Linked DNA regions of Oryctolagus cuniculus: region 1 is linked to region 2. The links are chromatin contacts, called in public Hi-C maps. All regions are on one chromosome and are shown on one strand. Each heading gives the region's core, a stretch centred on a gene start, on an enhancer-like site or on the middle of the called end of the contact. The rest is flanking DNA. Distances are from core to core; before and after follow the strand shown.

Evidence for each region. Hi-C and Micro-C count contacts between places; a contact is called where the count stands out from the background.
Region 1: a Hi-C map of an unstated tissue shows a contact between it and region 2, with 2.5 times the contacts expected there. The contact joins the enhancer-like site here to the promoter of AGMO in region 2. A contact is called at or near these places in 2 of 6 Hi-C or Micro-C datasets (skin fibroblasts and an unstated tissue).

The regions. Positions count from the first base shown.
Region 1 is chr16:7,701,195-7,708,666 of mOryCun1.1, reverse strand. It overlaps LOC138845847 (a long non-coding RNA gene), which reads left to right. Exons shown (of 2, transcript XR_011383048.1): 1 at 1-4,096; 2 at 5,488-7,472. Among named protein-coding and RNA genes, the nearest start is that of CRPPA, 350 kb to the left of the region's middle. Within about 2 kb of position 6,191, at least 3 of the 8 cell types and tissues checked have an H3K27ac peak or open chromatin away from gene starts, as enhancers often do.
Region 2 is chr16:7,125,801-7,133,053 of mOryCun1.1, reverse strand. AGMO (alkylglycerol monooxygenase) reads left to right here and starts at 5,213. Exons shown (of 13, transcript XM_002720858.5): 1 at 5,213-5,658; 2 at 7,118-7,248. The coding sequence starts at 5,533.

The DNA of each region.
Region 1 (7,472 bases), core at 4,942-7,441, 570 kb before region 2:
AAAGAGAGTGCGATTTCGGTTTGTTTTCTCTGCGAGGCGCTGGCGAAAGGCTGTTTACAGGGATGGAGCACTTGAATTTCCCTTCAAACATCTAGGATGTGTCATATAGTGAAGCCTTTCTTTCCGGGACATCTTCCTTCTTGTGGAGATAATAAAATTGATCAGATGTTTTGAGGTTAAATAAACTGTTGCAAAGATCTGGCAGCTGCCTGCTGGTTGTGGTTTTCAAAAGCAATTACTCACTCCGGCGTCAACTTTGAACTCTGCGCTTTAATTGACAAACCTGATTGTGGCTCTTGCTCTTGACTTAGCATTTGATTAGGCAGATTAGGAAGTGAAAGGACTTGGAGAGGGGAGGGGAAGGAAGAGAAAGCAAGGAGGAGCACTGCTGAACTCAGATTCCCGTTTTCACACACAGTATGGTTCATTGTATGCCGATGGCACAGGCATTCCCACTAAAACATCTCTGAGGCATCCTTGGGCTGGCCTGCAAGATCCTCATTTTTGGCTAATTTGCCTCTCTCTCTCTCTCTCTCTCTCTCTCTCTCTCACACACACACACACACACACACACATGAGGATGCTATACATGTCAATTTCTTCAATTCACAATTGAAAGTTCAGGTAAGAATTTCCAAGAATATTAGCCCACATTGTCTGTATGATGAGGAGTTTATTTCTTATAAACCTGGAAATGCTCCTGTGTGAATATGGCTACTCAGATTTAGTAAAACACACCTAAGCCTTTCACGAAGATTCAGGAAGATTCTTGTAAGTGCCCCCAAAAGAACAAATCAAGCCACCCTTGGAATCAGTTAAAAAAAAAAAAAAAAAAAGGGCAGCTAGACCCAAAACTTGCAGTAGGACAGTTAGTCCCATCCTTCAAATGGCAGATCTGAGCTGCAAAGGGTGAGAATGTGCTTTTCTACAGTTTGGTCCCCAGCTAAGAACAAACTTAGTATTTTTAGCTTACTTAGCACAGATGACGCTGTACATTCTGGAGACAGATGTGCGCCAAAAAAATACACAGGGGGGCTCCTCTCCGTTCTCTGCTCCAAGATCAGCTGGCAGGCGGCTGGGAACTTCCCGTGCCTCTGATAAACACTGATAGTCTCAGTGCTGAAGCGAAAGGCGTGGCTCTGCGAATACGTTCATTTCGCAGAATGTCTTAAAATACAAGTTACATAGCACTTGGAAGTCCAATGTATTTTTAGACATTTTGTGGGATGGAGATTTGGCTCATCACGGTTCTGCTGATATTTTCATTGACCTCATAAATAGAATTTAATATCTCTGCTCAGCTTTCTGATCTGTGAAAATGAGATACATCTTCCCACACACTTTGTACTCAGGGCTTCCCTGTTGCCACAGGGAACAGGGTTGCAATAAATAGATTGGAGAATGGCCTCAGAATCCAATGGCCTCTTTATCACCAGTGAAGAGTGGCTGACATTTCCTTGGTGTGTCACTATCAAATTTGATGATAGTGAAAAAAATCTGTGTTGCTATTATGAGAATTATGAAATACACTTATCTGTGGAAATGCTATCTACTGCCATGTGGTTTCCAAGAGCCATTTTTGCGATTCCCAATCTTCATAGAGAGCCTCAAGTAGAAATGACTTATAAGCAAGCAGAGGGCAAAGCCTTATGGACAGACTTGCATTAAAAAACATTGAGTTTTTTCAAAATATTTTAAAACAACAGCTATTTACCTACATGAGTTTTACTCAAAGAGCTCTACTTTTAGCAAAATACATTGATTTAGAAAAAAATGACTTCTATGGAAAGGTGAAAGAATTTTGGCTTTTTTCCCATGGGAATAAAAGGTTGAAGAAACAGAGGGACAATGGATTAGCACTTCAATCAGAGGAAGTCTTGAGATTTGAAGAAAGGAAAAATATTTAGTGACATAGTTTTTTTTTTTTTTAAAGTTTTGTTTATTCATTTGAAAGGCAGAGTTACAGAGAGGCAGAGACAGAGGCAGAGAGAGAGAGAGAGAGATCTTCCATCTGCTGGTTTATTTCCCGGGTGGCCAGAACAGCTGGAGCTGCACAGATTCGAAGCCAGGAGCCAGGAGCTTCTTCCAGGTCTCCCATGTGGGTGCAGGGGCCCAAGGAGTTAGGCCATCCTTCTACTGCTTTCCCAGGCCACAGCAGAAAGCTGGATCAGAAGTGGAGCAGCTGGGACTCGAATTGGCGCCCATATGGGATGCTGGCACTGCAGGTGTTGGATTTACTGGCTATATCACAGCATTGGCCCCATGAGATGTTTTAGAAGAACTACAACGTTGTTGAAGTAACTAGAATTTCCCCTTTTGATAGTCTTGGAATATAGGAAAGACAGGTTTAAAGTGACAATGCCAGATCCTATTTCAAAAACCAAAAAAAAAAACAAAAAACAAAAAAAAAAAAACCCAAAGACTCTTCTAGTACAGTGGTGTCATGGGCACTCCCAAATATCGGCTCCAGACAACAGAGATGGAATTGCACCTCAGGCATACTATCTACTATGGACTTTGGACAAATCACAAAATTCTGATAGAATTCAGTTTCCTCATCTGTGAATTATAGAGTTAATATTAATATCTCTCTTACTGGGTCCTGGTGTAGATTAAATGAGTTGCTGTTAGTAAGACTTTTCAGGAGGTACTATCTACTATTACCCCATTACACAATGTCTTGCTTTTATAAGTAACGATCACAGAATTTCCTCAAAATTATTGTAATGAAATCTTAGAAATATAAATACAAAGTCATATCTGATAGGAAAAATGAGACTTCAATTTTCAGGAAACTTAGAAAAAAATTCACATTGATTCAAAATTTAAATTTTGGTATATGGATAACTTCACTTTGAGCTTAGAGAAAACAACAAAATGAAGGTTGAGAAGGAAATAAAGTCTTAGGAATTCTTGCACCATCATTATCATCAGATGATTGGAACAGAAAAAGTACAAGCAAGATTAACACCTTGTCTAAGGTGATTTCCCCAATTTTTTCTATATAACGTATTTTGATTTTAGACTGAATGAGTTGAAATTATGTTCTTTTTCTCAAGGAAGATGAAAGAAGGAATCAGGACTGCACTTTTGATATAAATGAAAAATTTTTTTTAAAGATTTATTTTATTTGAAAAGCAGAGCTACAGGGAGGCAGAGACAGAGAGACAAGGTCTTCCATCCACTGGTTCACTCCCCAAATGGCTGCAAGGGCCAGAGCTGGGCCCATCTGAAGCCAGGAGCCAGGAGCTTCTTCTGGGTCTCCCACGTGGGTGCTGGGGTCCAAGTACTTGGGCCATTTTCTCCTGCTTTCTCAGGCACATTAGCAGGGAGCTGGATCAGAAATGGGGCAACTGGGACTGGAACCCGCGCCCATAGGGGATGCCAAAACTGCAGGTGGCAGCTTTACCTGCTGGGCCACAGTGCCGGCCCCTATAAATGAAAACTTTAAAACTAGTAAAAGTGATGAGGATTTTCTTGTAATTAAGGACCATACTCCAAAAACACAGCAATACTTAGCTTACTCTTTCCTATCTTTTGATGTACATATATATGTATTTGTATCTTATAACAAATTTCCCGATGTTATCTGAATCCCTCCCCATCAGAGAAGATCGAGGTGTGTGTTTGTGTGGCCCCTAAGGATGTCACAGGTCTGCTGCAGGTCACCAGCTACTTGTGGTTGGATCAGGTTCACTGAGGGGACCTGCCAGAACACAGGCAGGACAGCCGGCGTCTCCGGTTTCTCTGTCCCTGGGCTCCGGGCTCTGGTGCAGGTTTGATTATGAAGACTGCCTTTCTGCTTTGCAGAGGTCCATTGAGTCTCACGGAGCTCATTTGCTTGCAAAGGAACTCTGGCTACTGCTCAGGTGCAATGCCTTGTCTCCAGCAGGGTTCACTTTACCGGAGGTGAGATCCAAGAATGGCTTTTTAATGGGAGACGGAGGATTTCTGCAAGACGGCTGGCTCGCTGGCGTTTCTTGCTTCCATGGAGTTTCTCTCCTTCAGACGTGACGCAGGGCCACCAGATAGGACTCCTGCCTCCGGCTGCATGCTTCTCATCCGCCTGGCTGCCTCTCCCAGTCTGACTCCACAGGTTCGTTTACAGCCGTCCAGTGGAGTCGGCCAGCCCTAGGTGTTGTGCGCCACCCCTCCAGGGATCATTCCCATATGGTCTTTGAGGGGAGGACACAGTTCATTTCCATGCAATTCAAATGAGCAGATTTCTTTTCTTTATTACACCACTGCTCTTGGAGGCAGGCCACCAGAGGCAGTGCCTGACTCTCCAAGGAATGCTCTACCCACTCCGTCCGTTTTTGCAGGACATTTGGCTCGGACTCCGGTCGGTTGATCACACATGTGCAACAGATGTGTGAGCATGCGTAGCGAAAATAAAAAATACAAAATCCCAGCAGTGCACTGTGGGAAATGTAGCAGAACTACTGAAAAGCAGGGACACAAAAGAAGTCTGGTACTCAGGCTCGGATTTGTGTTGTTGGAAGGGCAGTGTTTCTTATTAATCGCTCCCTCCTTTCCTAGGAGGAAGAGGTGTAGGTTTCCATGGTTATTTTGCCGTGATTTTTTTTTTTTTTTTGCGCATAACAGGGGTGAGAAAGCTTTGCTTCAACGACCTCATCTTATAAAGATAGAATTTTAAATATTTTGACGAGACTTTCTTATGCACTGGCACACTTCCACTGGAAAAGCCACCCATTTGCAAGAGAAGAGATAAAAAGCATACATGCTTTCATCCATGCCCCCTGGGCTTACATAGAGAGAGAGAGCAAGAGAGAGAGCCACAGCTAGAGAGAAAGAGAGAGAGAGAGCGCCAGCTGTTTTTCTCATGGTGAATAAAGGTTACTTGGGGAAATCTCTCTTCCTGTTTTTATATGGACAACTAAATTGTTACATAGCCAGTTAATTTTGGTTGGGTCAACAGTACAAGGTTAACTATTGGAACCTTCCTCTCTGCCTGTGTGAGAGAAGATGGTGAGCAGGGGTAGAAAGAAGAAAATGAAATACGGTGGCACAGGCTGGAAGTGCTGTTTATTTGAGAAATATTTATTTTTGTTTTTATTGCCTTTGAGAAGATTTTATACTCCCTCCTCTTCGTCTTCTAGGAAATGGCAGAGGATTTTGAAAAACCGAGGGGTGGGAACTTAGATTCGGAAAAGGATTTTTATGTACTTATTTATGCAAAGAAAGCAAATATCATGAAGTGCATATATTCAGTTTTGAGAACAAAATGATACTTTCCATCCTCCCCAACCTACTCTCCCTCCCTCCTTCCTTTTCCACTCTCCTGCCTCCTTCCCAGAAAGCATTTTCTAATACAGTAGCATACTTAGAAAAAAATATATCACTTTTATTTTCTAAGGGGACCGTGTTGTCAAAGCTAGAGCTTAATTTTTTTTGGCCTGGAAGAGATTTACCCTCTTTTCAAGCTGTGTCATGGTGCTATATTCTCTGTCTAATCTTGAATGTAAGGAATGCATCAAAGGACAAGTGGACCAAATTCCTTCAATGGACTCTCAGATATGTTCTCCAGCCACACATTAGAGAACCCAGGACAGAGCGAGTTGGTTGTGGTGGATCGGTTCCACTGCTGTCCCTGGAACTTGGGAGAAAGGTAAGGAGAAACCCGCCCTGCATTGTTATAAGGATGGTTGTTCATTCATATCCTTCTGCTCTTAATAAACGTCCCCAAGAAAAACATTCTGCAGCAGCCACTCATAAAGAAGCAGAAAATGGCAAAACCACAGCAGAGAAGGAAACCTATGTGAAAACAGTGGTTGTGTCTTCCTGGATACAGAAAACAAATAGAGCTCTTGAAGAAGCTTGCCAATATATGCCTGCCAAATAAAATATTGTTTTATGAAGTCAGGAAAAAACTAATTTTAAAGGTTATTGTAGGTTATTTGTGGTCACTTCTGGTGTGCATACAGCATGATGTCATCCTGAAGGCTTCTCTATTTATATTTCAGTCTTAGAGGACTTTTGTCTAAGACTGGATCTCAGCTACTAGGGACATCTAAAATACTCTTGTTCAGAACTCATAAAAATCTAGACTGAAAAAAAAAAAAAAAACTAGGGGAGATGGAAAAAGTCCCCCAGCCAAGGCCAGAGGAGAAATCATCGGGGGCAGATCCATCTTCTGAAATCATCCCTTCCCTGCGGACATCTGCTCAGGACACAGTATGCTGGGGAGTTCAGCACAGCACTGGCTAGCAGCCATGGATCCTAGTGGCCCTCTGAGTGGGGTGGACCGGCTCCGACCAGAGACTTCATCTGGGGAGAGGAGCAGGGAACTCCTTGGGCCCTGGGCTTTCTCTCCTCCAGCCCCGGCCCCTGCTCTTCTTGCCTTTTGTCTACGTGATCTCTTGGGGGCACTTTCCCTTCATCCTTGCAGCAGGGCCAATTTTTTTTTATTTGTGAGATTTTTCTTTTTTCTTTCTTTTTTTTTTTTTGTCTTGGAAAACCCCTCTTTGTGGAGCTAGGAAATGTCAAACAAGAATTGACAAAGAAGGTCAGTGAGATGTTAATACTTGGACATGGGGGTTGCTAAAAAATCTGTTGGGGGAGGGGGAACCCCAGCAATTGGATATTAGAAAGAACACAGAGCTTTCAGCCTTATGCTGAAAAAATGACACATTGAACTTTATATCCAGATAATAAGCTGACATCAGTTACATCATCTTTAAATTCATTCATTTATTAAAAATGTTTTTTTCGAGCATCTTGGAGTGTCGTGCATATTGGTGTTCAAGAATAATAAGAGGCAGTTAATCTAGAAACCAGGAGAAGGTGGTGAGTGTGACAGAGAAGGGAGAAACAGATAAGGCTGTGGAGTGCTGGGAGGGCAGAGTTGTAACTTTAAATCGAGTGCCCCGATGACATCTCACTAAGAAAGCGACGTCTGAGCACGCAGTTGTGGAAGAGGCAAACCATCTTTCTATCTCCAGTTGAGGACAAGGAAATAAAAAGATCTTGAAGCAGGATCACACGTGGTATGTTGAAGGCACAGCACACAGGCCAGTGTGAGTGGTGCATAAGCTGTGGACAGATCAGCACCACACACACCATTGCGCAAGTGTGTTTCTGCCTCCACGCCCGCAGGTGCTTCGGGATGCTTGCGAGATTAGACCAAATACTTCATCAGCCACGTGCTGCCCCTGAACATGAGAGCGTGCTGCTCCCAGGGCAGGTTCAGGTAGAATTTTGAAAACCTGCTCTTTGCTTGAGAATGGGACGTTTGAGCAAATCCAGTGAGCTGGGAGATGATGTGAAGTCACCGCCCCTAAGTCAGCAGCTGTCAGAGGAGGCGATACAGCAATGTGTTTGTGGACATCTGATCTGCAGGGATGGCAAGCACTCCTAACCTATAAACAGATTTTATCTGGAGGTTGGCAGTGCTCCCTAACTGAGCCTTCCTTTGTGCAAGGCCGAGACTGGGGAATTATTTCCTCATCTCT
Region 2 (7,253 bases), core at 3,964-6,463:
TCAGGTTTCCTTCTCTAGATTTCCCACACACTTCAACTCTCTGTTATTTGTAACTCTTAGGAGTAAAATGACCACTCAATGAGCTGTTTCTTCAATCCAGTTTCTTTTTAATTATTTTAAATATAATTTTCATTTTATATGAAAGGCAGAGAGACAAGCACAGAAAAACAGAGAACAGATGGACAGAGATCTTCTATCCACTGGTTCACTCCCCCAAGTGGCTGCTGAGCTGGATGGAAGCCAGGAGACTGGAGCACAATCTGAGTCTCCCACATGGGTGGCAGGGACCCAAACACCTGAGCCATCACCTGCTGTCTCACAAGATGCAGATTAGAAGTAACCTGGACCAGAAGCAGAGGAGCTGGGACAGATACCAGGTACTGCAGCATAGGGTGTGGACATCGCAAGCAGGGATCTCATCGCTGCGCCACTCACCCATGCCAGCCTAGTTTCATACAAGCAATTTTCTTCTTCTGTAGAGCACGGTTGCTGTGATCTGTGTGCGGTCAGGACTGACGGTGAGAACTAGAGCTGATCTGGAACTATGCTGCTCAGAGTCGTTTTGCCCATCAGGGCCAGTGGCAGCAGAGGGGTTGGGATCATTTGTGGAGCAGGGAGTCGTTACAGGAGGTCTTGCAAAAATTGCAAGCCCCTGGTCCTGAAAGCTTTCTTCCAGACAAGATTCTTTTGTTCCATTTATCAAATGATTCCAAAGCAACAGCCAGGGCTCTGACTGGGTGCTCTCACAGCTGCCCTTGGAAACAAAAAAACTACAGGAAGAAGATTTAAAACAGCCTTTTTCTATGCCTGGAACAGAGGCCAACGAGGACCAAACCAAGGAAGGAAGAGCCCCGCTCCCTCAGTGGCCACGCCTCACTTAGAAGGTGCAGGCACAGGCTCAAGTGCTCAGAGTCCCACTCCCTCCTCCACCTGCCCACCTTAGAGCAATGAGAAGAGATGACCCTGAACAGCCCTGAGCTTCACAGTGCCTCAAATAGCAGAAGTCCCAGGAATATTTCTGTCTGTTTTTCTTGGGTGGTAGAAGGGACATGAAAGAACCACACCCAATCCTGGCTAAAAAAATGCTGAGCATTTGGGAGAAGGAAGTGCTTGACAAAAATAGATGAAGAATATGCTTTGCAGAGTTGCCCCCTGGGAAGCTAAGATCCTTGTAGGGTTAACTGCTTCATACACTCAACAGAGTTACCTAGGAAATATATTTGAGGACAAATGAAGTGCCAAGGAAAGAAATCAACAAAAAAGGGGAACCACGAACCACAAGAGTTAAGGCAAGGATTTAAGACAGCAAATAATATCATTGGAGAATCTGAAGCAGAATTAGAAGGAAGATTGCAATCTGTGGAGAAAAATGTGCCCAAAGGTAGGCTTGGGGATATCAGAGAAGATAAGGGCAAAAAGAGAGATGAAAATGGAGACGATGCGAGTGTGATGATGTGGAAGACAAATGAGCTCTGACACACAGATACATCCCATGTGTGAGGAAAGGTAAGGGAATAGAAATGGAACGGAAGTGATAGACAAAACTAGAGCGGTGGAAAAATTCCCTAAAGCAAAGGAAGATTGAGACCTGAGGTTGATGGAGGATTTTGTCTTCAAGATAGTCTACCCAGATTTCACACTAAAGTCACTTAATTTCTAAGACACACACCATCCTTCAATTAGCTGGGAAGCAGAAATGGATGACTTAGGAAAAAAGAAAAAAGTCAGAGTCAACCCAGGCTTAATTTGAATCTGAAATATTTGATACCAAAGAAAATGCACAACTCCAATTTCTGAGTCCCCTTTACTCCCACTTCCTCACAATGAGCATCTTCCAGAAAAGAGTTTTAAATGATTTATAGCTTCATAAGTGTCGAGACAAAGTATTCTGTGCATTGGGGATGCTAACGTTGACTGTAATTACCGAAGATCCTTCTGCCCTGTGGTCCTCAGAGATATCTTGGCTTTCATCATCTGATTCACACTTAGTTGCCCGATCCATGGTTCTTTTTGAATCATCATGATTATCATCATCATTATCATTATTATGAGAATTTGAGAGACAAATATAGAAAGAGAGACCAACAGACTGGAAGACTCCCAGTTGCTGGTCCATTCCCCCAGCTGCCTTCAATGGCCAGAGCTGGGCTAGGCTGAAGCCAAAAGCTTGGAACTCAATCCAGGTCTCCCGTGTGGGTGGAAAGGACCTAGCTACTTGAGCCATCAGCTGTTGCCTCCCAGGGTACATATTAGCAGAAAGCTGGAATTAGGAACAAAGCCAGGATTTGAATGTGGCACTGATCTAAGATGTGGGCATCTAAATCAGTCTTAACTGCTGTATCTAAGCCTGCCCTAGGAACTGAGTAGTCACTTCTTTTCTTTTTTTTCCCAGATGACCTGGTGTGAAGCACTGTCAGGAGTGGGCCAGGGCAGTCATGGTTGAAGAAAGAGTTTCTCTGGATCTCTGGGTGTGTCATTGGCAGGATCACGCAATGTGGGTGGAATCTGTGGTGACAGCAGCAGCTTCTGCCCGGCACCTGCTCAGGCTGTTGTGCAGGGAATTGCCTCTGCTAAGACACTTGGTGGGCCGATTTTTCTCTCCTTTTTCTGTCTACAAGCATGTTTCTGAGCCCAGCCCCTGGAGTAGTGGCAGCACCTTATCTACCATTAGAAGACCCTTCATTTTTCATTAGCTGCTTCCTCAATACTGCAATTCCCTGCTGTGGCTGACAGTTTTTTACAGTAACAAATAACGGTGTGCTTTCTCTTTCTAGATCACAAATATCAGTATTTACCAGAGACTCCTAGTAAGATTCTTTAAACTGTCATTTCAATGCAGAAATCTGATGTCTTTCAGTACGCACTTAATTGCAAATGCGAGCACTGGGGGTGAGCACTTCCCTCAGGTTCTGCATGCTACTGGGCTCTCCCAGCTCAGGCCCTCTCCACCTTGTACCCTGTAAAGTACATAGAAGACAAAACTCTATGGCAAGTTTCCATTGCTAGCAAGCTTTGGGCAAAGATCTGAGGGACACGTGGATAGAAAGACATCCAAAGGCATCTTAGAAACACACGAAGTGCATGCAAACACACACACACACACACACACATTTTACCTCTCCCAGCATTCTCATTTCAATTATGCATTAGGAGTGATTACATCATTGTATCTGTATATGAGTTCCTTACTACTTTCTGTCTAATTTTACATAACTCTCCTCCCACCACTCCACACTCACTCACAATCTGCAAATCTTCCAAATTCTTTCCACAAACACATTCCAGGCCTTTTTCAAGGTAAAATGCTATACTTACTCCAGTATTAATGCATTTTTAAAAAATTTATTTATTTATTTGAAAGAGTTACACACAGAGAGAAGGTGAGGCAGAGAAAGAGAGGGAGAAAGAGAAAGAGAGAAAGAGAGAAAGAGAGAGAGAGAGAGAGAGATCTTTCATCCACTGGTTCACTCCTCAACTGGCCACAACAGCCAGAGCTGGGCCAATCCAAAGCCAGGAGCCAAGAGCTTCTTCCAGGTCTCTCATGTGGGCACAGGGGCCCGAGGACTTGGGACATCTACTGCTTTCCCAGGCCATAGCAGAGATCTGGATCAGAAGTGGAGTAGCCAGGACTCAAACTGGTGCCCATGTGGGATGTCAGCACTGCAGGTGGCGGCTTAACCCGCTATGCCACAGCACCAGCCCCTTAATGCATTTCCAACCATGTAGCATGTGGAAGCATGTACCATATTTATTTGGCTCTATCTCTGTTTTCCTTGTGAGCAATTATGAACTTTTTGGTTACTGTACCCTAATCCCATTTTTTCCTAAGTCCTATGGTTCCTACTGCACAGTTTTGCGAAGTCTTCTGGTTTTTAGGAACACATATGCCACATGAAGGCAGAACTGACTGCACTTACAATGTTAATAGCTTTTCTCACTAGTCATTTACTTGATGCCTAACTAGTTTCCTTTTTTTTTTTTCCTAAAACAACCATGTATTACTAATTTAAGTAAATTTGGGGCTGGCACTGTGGCATAGCAGGGAAAGTTGCCACCTGCAGTGCCGGCATCCCATGTGTCTGGCTGCTCCACTTCCCATCCAGCTCTCTGCTATGGCCTGGGAAAGCAGCAGAGGATGGCCTGAGTCCTTGGGCCCCTGCGTCCACATGGGAGACTGGAAGAAGCTCCTGGTTCCTGGCTTTAGATCAGCTCAGCTCTGCCTGTTGTGGCCATGTGGAGAGTGAACCGGCGGATGGAAGACCTCTCTCCCTCTTTCTCTCTGCCTCTGCCTCTCTGTAACTCTGCCTTTCAAATAAATAAATAAATCTTTAAAAAATTCAGTAAGTTCATGTAAACATGCTTAAAAGATGAGGTAGAAGCAGGATTAACACAATTATTCTGGGTCAAATCCAGGGCTATTCTTGACAGCTCTGTTCATTCACTGGTGAAACTCACTGGGTCCTGTGGTGCCTTATAGTTGACCTAAAAAGTGCAATCACTTCAGCTCTTTCTGGAAAACAAAGATAAGGTCTCACAGCAACAGTTCAGCAGCTTCTTCATTCTGGTGATAAGAATAGGGTGTCACTGGCCAGCCTTCCAGTAAACAAGGTAGATTATGTCATCCACCAAACGCCTCTAAATCGGTCAACAGACACTCAGAAGTTATGATTCAGAATCAGAACTACACAAGCAATAAATAACCAGTTCAATGCTCACTGCTCACTGTCTTTCAAGCTAATACTCAGATGCAGGCACCTTGTCCCTATAGGAAATGCAATTCAATGAAAAGACTGTGAACTTAAACCCAGTGCACTTTGTTTTTCTTTTTTCTTACAGCCAACAAGTTATCTTTAATGTAATCAAAATTGCTTCCTTGAATCAAAACAAACAGAAATGTTGGTGCTGTTCTATCTTCAATGAAAAATCAGGCAAGCTCTGAGATGTTATTCTTAAGCAATATTATATACGGGTATTATATACGAATCATATATACATTTGCACCTGCAGATTATATACTAATAAGTGTAGGTGCTTTGAATTCAACCTACACTGGATTCACAGGTCTGTCGTTAATCAATCACTTTCTCTGCTTCCTAGTGCACTTCAATAATTTTCGTTGAGCGAATGAACTTTTCGAAGGGAGAAGGAACTCTCCTCCTGTGATTTGACTCTGGAATGTTGGCCCAGTGTTTCAGCGTGAACTTTCACCTGCGTTTTCAGCGTCTGGTTTCCTTTCGCTTTCCAAGGCACGGCAGTGGCTTTCCTGCTCTCTTCCTTTTCCTTAGTTGGTGGCGCAGCGCTGTGCACCTGCGACCTGGGTGTGAGCGAGGGAGCCCGCTGGACTCTGGACGGGACCTCGGTCCCTGTGTTTGCTGTCTCTGCCGTTGGCCGCCCTCTCTGTAAGCTTTGTTTCTCGCTGTCCGCAGACAAAGGGCTTGTTCTCTGCTGCACAACTCGTCCTGGTTGTTCAGCCACTGGCTTCCACCACGGAATCTCAAATAGTCTCCAGCTGGGCGTCTCCCGAGGGCAGAGATGAGGAACCCAGGAGCTCCCCAGGCCGGCTCCATCTCCCAGGGCTTCCGTGTGATGTTTTACATGGTACAGCCCAATGAGACAACATTTCAGACCCTAGAAGAGGTGCCGGATTACGTAAAACAGGTGAGCCCGTGGGGAAGAGAGAGAGAGAAGCTATTCTGGCTCCTTTCTCTGTAAAAACCAGGGCCACATAGCCTGCGGATTTGTTCGCTCTCATTCTTGAAACGATGGAATTCTAACGTTCAGTTCGATGGGGCTGGATTTGCAAGCCATAGGCACAGCTGTCTTTATGTATAAACGCCCTCCTTTATGAATCACTCTAGGATATGACAAGCTTTTGAAAGTTTCCTGGGACACTGTGGCATTGAAAAGCGGGCTGGTGGGAGCTCAGTGAGGAACAGGCGGGAGAGGCCGTCAGTAGACTGTGGCAGTGGCATTCTGGAGCGCTCAGCCTGTGCACTGTGTCCTCGTTAACTTGGTGGCGCTGCTCTGCAGGCTGTAAGACGCGCTGCCCGACGAGTCCAGCTCTCCCTTCCCGAGGTTGAACTTGCACCAAGTTTTCTCTGAAACTCTCAAGTATGCAGGGGTATTTTTCACTGCTGCTTCCTGGCTGGGCTTGGAAGTGGAAATATCCAGAATTAGAACTTGAACACTGAAATTCTCCACCCTGTCAAAGTTGCTCCTACAACACTTGACTAGTGCAGGCCAGAAATAGAAAACAAAAATGACATCACGTAATCAGTTCTTGGGAGTTCTGTTTAGAAAACTCCAAACCAAAACTCCAAAATGAGGAAAACCCACATACTTTTGAGCAAGTCTTCAGTGAAAAAGTGTGGTGCTCGTGTCTTCATAAATCATTACGATTTATATTACAACACCAAACCCAATCCAAGTCTGAGACATCAGTAGTGGAGCCTGAAGAATACTTAATCAGAATTGAATGAATAAAACTTGAATGGTGTTTTAAATATGTAAAATGACCTTGTCATCAGAATTCTCAGTAAAAAATTGTCCCTACTCTTTCAACATCATCATTAGAAGTAGTTCTGATGATTTTAGCATAAACGTCTGGCATTTGGGGAGTGAACCAGCAGATGAAAAATCTCTCTTTATCTCTCGCTGTCTCTCTATATATTTATAACTCTAACTCTTAAAATAGGTAAAAAAAAAAGATAGTTAAAAAAAGAAAAGTAAATAAGCACATAATTAAAAGGCTGGAATTTTGTATATTCCTAGAGCAAGCTTCATGAAGTGTAGATAAAAGACTTCTGAAGAATTAGCTTATTGTATATGTATTTTTTGTGTTTCACTTAAAATATATCTTTCCTAATCCATTTTCTTGGCATAACTTACCATGGTCACAACCATTTTATTTTCAAATTGGCAATAGAATTTGGGCACATTTGGTGTGTGTCCAAAAGAGCTGGACTTTTTTAAAAGTCTGTTGGGTAGGGAATGAACTTGATGGATATGTGCACACACTCTCCTGCTGCACCTCTGACATTGTGCCTCCCGATTCTGGAAAGACTGCGCAGGAAATGTGGAATAACTTCATACTAATCATTGCAACATCTCTTTCCAGGCAACTCCGATTTTCATTTCCTTGATGCTGCTCGAACTGATTGTCAGCTGGATTCACAAAGGGAAGCTACCAGGTGGTCTGGATGATGCTTTAACATCCATGTCAGCAGGTGTGCTCTCCCGGCTTCCAGGGTGAG